Linked DNA regions of Pan troglodytes: region 1 is linked to region 2. Evidence: chromatin contacts called from public HiChIP or PLAC-seq data. All regions are on one chromosome and are shown on one strand. The core of a region is the stretch at or near the end of the contact, and the rest is flanking DNA. Distances in the headings are between cores, read along the strand shown. Region 1 holds the start of LOC134808901. Region 2 holds the start of MRPS7 (mitochondrial ribosomal protein S7).

Evidence for each region. HiChIP or PLAC-seq counts read pairs in DNA pulled down with a chosen protein or histone mark.
Region 1: an H3K4me3 HiChIP or PLAC-seq map of stem cell-derived excitatory neurons shows a contact between it and region 2, with 5 times the contacts expected there. The contact joins the promoter of LOC134808901 here to the promoter of MRPS7 in region 2. A contact is called at or near these places in 3 of 7 Hi-C or Micro-C datasets (blood, induced pluripotent stem cells and stem cell-derived neural progenitor cells) and 1 of 1 datasets of contacts at active chromatin or transcription factors (stem cell-derived excitatory neurons).

The regions. Positions count from the first base shown.
Region 1 is chr19:88,400,756-88,404,240 of NHGRI_mPanTro3-v2.0_pri, reverse strand. LOC134808901 reads left to right here and starts at 1,625. Exons shown (of 2, transcript XM_063799256.1): 1 at 1,625-3,435. The coding sequence starts at 1,724. The coding sequence ends at 2,383. It overlaps GRB2 (growth factor receptor bound protein 2), which reads left to right and starts at 1,890. Exons shown (of 6, transcript NM_001246617.1): 1 at 1,890-2,056.
Region 2 is chr19:88,254,933-88,258,313 of NHGRI_mPanTro3-v2.0_pri, reverse strand. It overlaps MRPS7 (mitochondrial ribosomal protein S7), which reads right to left and starts at 1,779. Exons shown (of 5, transcript XM_054670648.2): 1 at 1,654-1,779; 2 at 694-885; 3 at 515-578; 4 at 1-45. The coding sequence starts at 1,736. It overlaps GGA3 (golgi associated, gamma adaptin ear containing, ARF binding protein 3), which reads left to right and starts at 1,759. Exons shown (of 16, transcript XM_016932925.4): 1 at 1,759-1,832. The coding sequence starts at 1,793.

The sequences.
Region 1 (3,485 bases), core at 376-2,875, 150 kb before region 2:
GTCAGGAGTTCGAGACTAGCTTGGCCAACATGGCGAAACCCTGTCTCTATTAAAAATACAAAAATTATCTGGGTGTGGTGGCAGGCTGCTGTAATCTCAGCTACTTGAGAGGCTGAGGTGAGAGAATGCTTGAACCCGGGAGGCGGAAGTTGCAGTGAGCCAAAATCATGCCACTGCACTTGCAACAGTGCAAGTCTCAAAAAAAAAAAAAAAAAAAACAGGCGTGGTGGCTCACGCCTGTAATCCCAGCACTTTGGGAGGCCAAGGTGGGCGGATCACCTGAGGTCAGGAGTTTGAGACCAGCCTGACCAACATGGAGAAACCCCATCTCTACTAGAAATACAAAATTAGCTGGGTGTGGTGGCACATGCCTGTAATCCCAGCTACTCGGGAGGCTGAGGCAGGAGAATCCCTTGAACCCGGGAGGCGGAGCTTGCGGTGAGCCAAGATCGCGCACCATTGCACTCCAGCCTGGGCAACAAGAGCAAAACTCCGTCTCAAAAAAAATAAAAAAATTAAAAAATGGCTGATTCCATTACTCTTTCCTCTTTCCTCCCTGCTTTCACTTTGCCATTCAAACCAAATCCTTCTTGATTAGCTCAGCACCAAGTACTGGCTCCCTCCTCAGCCATCCCTATGTGTAGTTCAGTGGCACTTGGGGCCAACTGCTTGTCTTACAGATTAGGCAACTCTAGATTACAAAGCACTGAAAGCAGGGGCTTCATCTGGTTGGTCTTTGACCCTGCAGAGCCCCTTGCACACAGGTGATGCTCAATAAATACTTGGTGAAAGCACAATTCATTTTCTGTGTTTCAATGGGCTTGTTTTCTCTATAGAATCAGATGCTTGGTTATTCTCACCTCAGCGCTATTTTGTCGGCTTCCAGAAGGCACAGTAACACTAGGTGTGTTCTGTTCTATCCTTTAATTGGAAGAGCTTTGGGAACTGAAAAATAAGAATTATTACTCCAAGCCTCATCTTCTGCCACTCCCCCGTACTCGCCGGCCTCATACAGGAATTGAACTACTTAGCACTGCACAGAACACGACTTTCTCTCTCACGCCTCCGTTCCTCTGTACTTAGCCTCTGTACTTACGTGCCATTCCCTTTCCCTGAAATGCCCTTACTCTGGCTTCTCTGCCTGGCAAATTCCTACTCATCCTCCAAGACTCAGCTCAGACATCGCCGCATCACATCTGTGAAGGCTCTTCTGCAATGGGCAGTGTAGCAGTACCCCCTCCATTTTTTTAGCTTCCTCAGCAAACTCCAAATAATTATAACAGTACTTATGGCATTATTTGTTTATTTTTCTGCTACTTCCTAGACCGTGAATTCCTTAAGGGCCAAGATTTCTGTTCTATACCCAGCACAGTGTTCGGCCTATATTTGAGAATCCGGTCCGTACAAACTCTGCAGTGATTCAATCAATGAGCAAACAAACTCACCAATCATTCAACACTGCAGAGTTTGTACGGACCGGATTCTCAAACATTTTAAGACCTGGTCCTCTATTTGGAGTGCTTCATTCTGGAAGATCTCTTCCTCCCCCCAGCCCCTACCCATCCAACTGCCTAGGTTTGGTAGAAGAGGAAAAGAAAGTGATTAGACGGGGGAAGAGTCCTTCAGGGCTAAGCTGTCATTTACCCGCTCTGGCACCGAGAGGGTTACGGCGACCCGGGGGCGGAGCCGTGCCGAGGCCACCTGCTGCGGGGCGGTCTGGCGCATGCGCCTGACACCTAGCTGGTTCCCTACCTGCAGGGGCCCGGCTGAGGAGGAGCGCTTGCGCTCTGGGCCTTTTCCGCCGGGGGAAGTCTCGCGGGGGCGGGGCGGGGCGGGGCCTCGTGGAGAAGTTCTCGCGGGACACCGACGGGGAGCGGAAGCCAGGAGGCATTGCTGCTTCGGCGACCGGGCGGCGGCGGCTGTGGCAGAGCCTGTGCCTGTGGCGGTGACGGCGGCGGGAGCAAGCGCTGCCCTCGCAGAGCAGCCTTGGGGTCGCCGGCCGCTCGCAGCGTTGTGGAGGGGCGGGCCGGACGCTGAGCGGAGCAGCTGCGCCACGGTGAGTACGGGAGGCTGCGCTCGGCGCCTCTCTGGTGCCTTTTCCTCTCGGCTCTACAGAGGGAGTGGGCCCCGGGGGAACCGGGACCGGCCCCGGGGTTCGCGTCGGGGCGGCGAGGCTTGGGACGTGGAGCGGAATCCCCGGGGCTCCGGACTCTACGTTTCCCCTTTTGGGGCGCTTCCTTTCTGGGGACCGTCCTCCTCCGGCTCTTGGCTCTGGGCAGTCCGGGGGAAGAGGTCGGGGTTCTCTGGCGAGGTCCCCTGCCTTCATCGGGAGGGTTTGCACGGAAGGGGCCCGGGAAGCCCAGGCGGGCCGAACGCCGACTGAGTCAGTCTACCCGAGCCTGGCGGCGGGGGACTGGTGTGGGCTGCAGCTGCGGTGATTGATGTGCCTTCGACCTGCACGGCAACCACGTCACCATCTCCTGGCGTCTTTGGGCTTAATTTTGTGCGGGAATCCACTTTGGGGTAGAACGTTTGCTGCTGGAGCCGGGGGAGATACCTTTTTTCTGACACTTAAAAAAAAACTATTTGAAAAATATTTGTCAAGAAAAATTCAGCAGTAGCAGGTTGGACTGCACCGAGGAAGGATTGCGGTGAGAGCGGGCGCTGGTAATTTTCATTTGCAGCGCGCCCTCTCTATGATTGTAAGCCACACATGAGTTATGGCTTGTTTAGAAAGTTTTTCAAGGCTGGCTTCAAACGCTGTGAAAGTGCAGTTTGCAGGGGACTGAAGTGCACTTGAGGTCTGTCTCTTTTTGATGCTGTTGACTTTCCGAAATGTCAGACACATGAGAGAAATTAGCATTAGTCTATTTTGGCTTTCTTATTCCTCTTTCTCCAGTTATTTCCTTCCCTCTCTATCTGCTTCTGTCCTTTCCACTAGGGACACGAAATGCTTGTGTAATGCAAGTCATTTGCCCCTTCCTCCCCCCCCCCCCTTTTTTTCTAATGTACTTCCCCTTCCTCCTTGTAGTCCCCACTCTGGCGTAATTTTTCGAGGTTTCTTCCCTTTCGTGCTGTTCGTTTTCTCTCATTTCAAGATTCCGTCTTTTTTCTCGGGAAGAGACTCTCTTTCCTTGCTTTCGTTCGTTTACTTTTGCGCGTCCCCTGCGTTCCCTGCAGTCAGCCAGAAGGGTTGCTAGAGAGCCGTGGGAGGCTGAAGTCCCCTCTCTGAGAACGGGGAGGCTCAAAATATTGAATTCATCCCTAAGAAATCAGTCCTGCCACTAGGTCACAAGTGTGGTTTGCTTGTATTATTTTTGTCTTTTACTCTTTTTCTTTTAAGATTATGCTTCTGTGCCTGCTTATGTTTTCTTCTAGTATGTCTTTATAATAGGAAGATTGGGTCAGCTCAGTGACTTTTTTTTTTTAGGCAGAGTTTTGCTCTTTTTGCCCAGGCTGGAGTGCAATGGTGCTATATCGGCTCA
Region 2 (3,381 bases), core at 530-3,029:
GGCATGGTACTTCTCAAACTGCTTCCGTTTCACAGCTTCCAGAGTCTGCAAAAGAATATGGTGGAAGAGGCTGCCCCAGTCTCCCTAAAGGGTTTACCCAGCCAAGCTAGTACCTTGCCCTTTACTCCCATCCTCTGGTTCTGCGCTGGCAATGCAGCTCCTCTCACAGCACATCCAAAACAAAGTTAAGTGCCTCCCCCTTTGCTAGACTAGGACAGAAAGAGTGGATTGAGATTTGTGGCGTGGAGGGGGTGGGGGGTGAGGTGGGGAATGGCAGTTGTTTTATTTTTCATTTGTTCCTTTTTTTTTAATTGTGTGTTTATTTCCGAAACACCAAGGAATGGCAGTTGTTGACTCCTACAGGGCTTCATTAAAGCCCGTACACATGCAGGGAAGTTAATCTGAATAATAGATACATGAATCCATTTGCTCTTAAGCTACACTGAAAGTACCAAGTACAAGGCTACGGGGTAGGGGGGCAAGAAAGATGACTGAGGAGGGAAGTGCTGTTTACCTGAATCATGAGGGATCTGGCCAGTACTTTGTTTCCTCCTATCATCATCATGTTGGTGAATTTACTTCAAAGAGAAAAGCAACACGTTTAGCTCTCCAAGGCTGTATCACAGAATCCTCACCAGAAACCCTCCCTGGGATAGTCCCAGTCCATGTAACAAGTGTTTGTTTCCATCTAACCTGATGACTGGGTCTTCAAACACAGAACTTGTTTTCCCTGCTGGAGCAGCTTTGATGAGCTGAGTCTTCTTGAGCTCCCGATCATACTTCTCCTCCTCAGTTAGCTCCTCCACAGGCTTGCGATAATACTCCTTGTCAATCAAGGGATCCTTGAATTCAGGACTATAGCGGCTCCATCTCACCTGAGTTAGCCTGGGAGGGGGGGAAAAGGAGGAGGCAGGCAAAAGCTGACTCCACAAGCGAGTAGGTTTGACTTAACAACAGGCATGACTGCCAACGCGCCGACGAGGGAGAGCGGCGCGGAGACCGCGAGCTAAACCTGAGCCACAACAATTCAGGCCCTTGTCCCAAGTAGGAGGACATTCCCCAAGCAGGCGGGTAAAGTCTCCTCCTGGTCAAGTGCTAACGGTAAGGATGGGCTTGGCGCCTACACACCCATCCCAATTCACAGGCGATCCCAGCTCTGAGCTCTTTAGCTGAACCGCACTGTCAGCTCCGCGTTAGAACCCTAGATCGTCCAGACTCCTTAGGCGAGAGGTAGTCACTAAACCTTCGGATTGGCCCAGGGTCACGCAGCTAACTTAGAAGCTTGAATCCAGATACTCCGGCCCCCAGGGCAGTGCTCTCTCTAGGGGCCCACGCGGCCTGCCTGTGGCCCCCTTCCTTCCTCGCAGCGCCCCCCCGCTGCTCGCCACCCTCTCACCCTGGAAGCTGCAAGACAGCCCGCCGCACGCCCAACGCCAGGCCCGACCATCCTCGGGAAACCTTCACTGCGGGGGCAGCCATCTTGGCTGGCCACGAGGACCCCACAAGGACTGCCCTCGGCGCGCCTGAGCGAGTGAAGGGAAACGGGTGAAAAAGACTCCTCAGGGTCCTAAATCTGCGTTTCTCTGCACTGATCTGGACGTTAGAGTTTTTCACTCCGGGGTCCAAAGGGAAGCGCCAAAAGGAAACACTTGCCCTCCCAGTATCCGTCGCAGTCTGGCGCGGCCCTCGGTGACGGCACTCACTCCTCTCAGGACCCCATGCAGGCCCCGCCCCATCTCAGCTCGTGCAGACTCTCGCGAGTTTTGAAGCCGCGGGGCCGGGCGGCTGCAATATGGCGGAGGCGGAAGGGGAAAGCCTGGAGTCCTGGCTCAGTGAGTAGCCGCGGCCGTTTCTGCCTGCCCTCGAGCCGCTGGGCTGCCCCTGTCTTCACCCCCACGTCCCCTCCCCGGGCTCCACGGCGTTGCCTCTTGGCAGCCCACGCCCGGTCTCGCCCTCGCCGCGAGCAGCCTGCGATCACGCCCCTTCCCTATCAGGGCGCCGGGGCCCCAGTCCGGCCCCCGCTTCCCTCGCTGCGGCGCGTCCTCTTGCTCTGGCGCGCGGCGGCGTGAATTCGGGGTCCCGTCGGGCACCGCAGGCTCGGGGAAAGGCGACAGCCAAGATCTTCGGGCTGACATGCTTCGGCGCTTTGGGGAGATTGTGGTGGGGTCGCCGCCTGGCGGTGACTCCAGGAACCCAGCGCCCCAATCCCTGACTAAGGGAGAAGCTTCGGATTGGGGCTGAGTCTCCGGTAGTGGTGGGTGCTGCCGACTGCGTTCAGTCGCCTGGCAGCTTCAGAATTGTGACCATGTGTTGGAGAAGTGACGGCTTCGCTCAGGCAGAATGCTTGAAGTGAGAATAATATTCCAAAGAGAGCGATGATAGAGAACAGAGAGCTCTACCTTTTTCCTGCAGTGACCACAGAAGCATGGTGAAATCGGTGTCGGGAACTCCCCCCCCACACACATACATATACCCCCTTGAACATCCTAACGAGTCAGTGTTGATAGCCTATTCTGAGTAAGGCTGAGGAGCAGTCTGAAGCTGTAGTTATAGAAGCGTATTGCTGTCATTGCACTGTGAATTACAGCGCTACGAAGGAAATGTGTGTTAACCTGGTTAGCAGGTAGTACTCTGCCTGAGGGTTAATAAGTGAACTTTCCTGTAGGCTAGACCTGGAAGCCTCCTTTAAGTGGAGAGAGAAATTGGACTGGTAATGGGATAGGTGAGATACCTAGTATTGCCTTGTTCTGAGGTCTCTTATTTAGTACTGCTTCCGGGATCTTGGAGGTGATAGCTATTTCCTCAAATTGTCTGATTTTTCCTAGTAAGAAACCCCCTTCAGGAGGTTGAGCTTCAGTTTAAAGGGGAGCATATCCCAAAAGAGAGAAAAAGTAAGATCACGTTTGCAAAATCTGCAGTTGCAGGCAGGTCATAAGGCTTCTTTATATATGGAACTGTTCTCCAAGGAGCTCAAAGTACTTTACAGATATTCATTAAATTAGTTTACCAAGTATCCTAGCAAAGCAGGCACTACTGCCATAATTTCACAAAAAGAGGACATCCTGACTCCAGTCAAACCACTTGCCCAGAAATGCCTAACTTGCTATAACCACAGTGGAATTAGTTTGCTTTGAAGGTATTAATATGGGTATTGAATAATTTAAATGACCTAAGCTGAGTTTAATAGGCTACATTTAGAGTTACATTTTGTTTTTGTTACTTGTTTTTGAGACAGAGTCTCGCGCGCTGTTGTCTAGGCTGGAGTGCAGGGGTGCGATCATAGCTCACTGCAGCCTTGAACCCCTGTGCTCAAATAAGTCTTCTACCTCAGCCTCCTGAGTAGCTGGGACTATAGGCACACGCCACCACGCTTGGCTAATT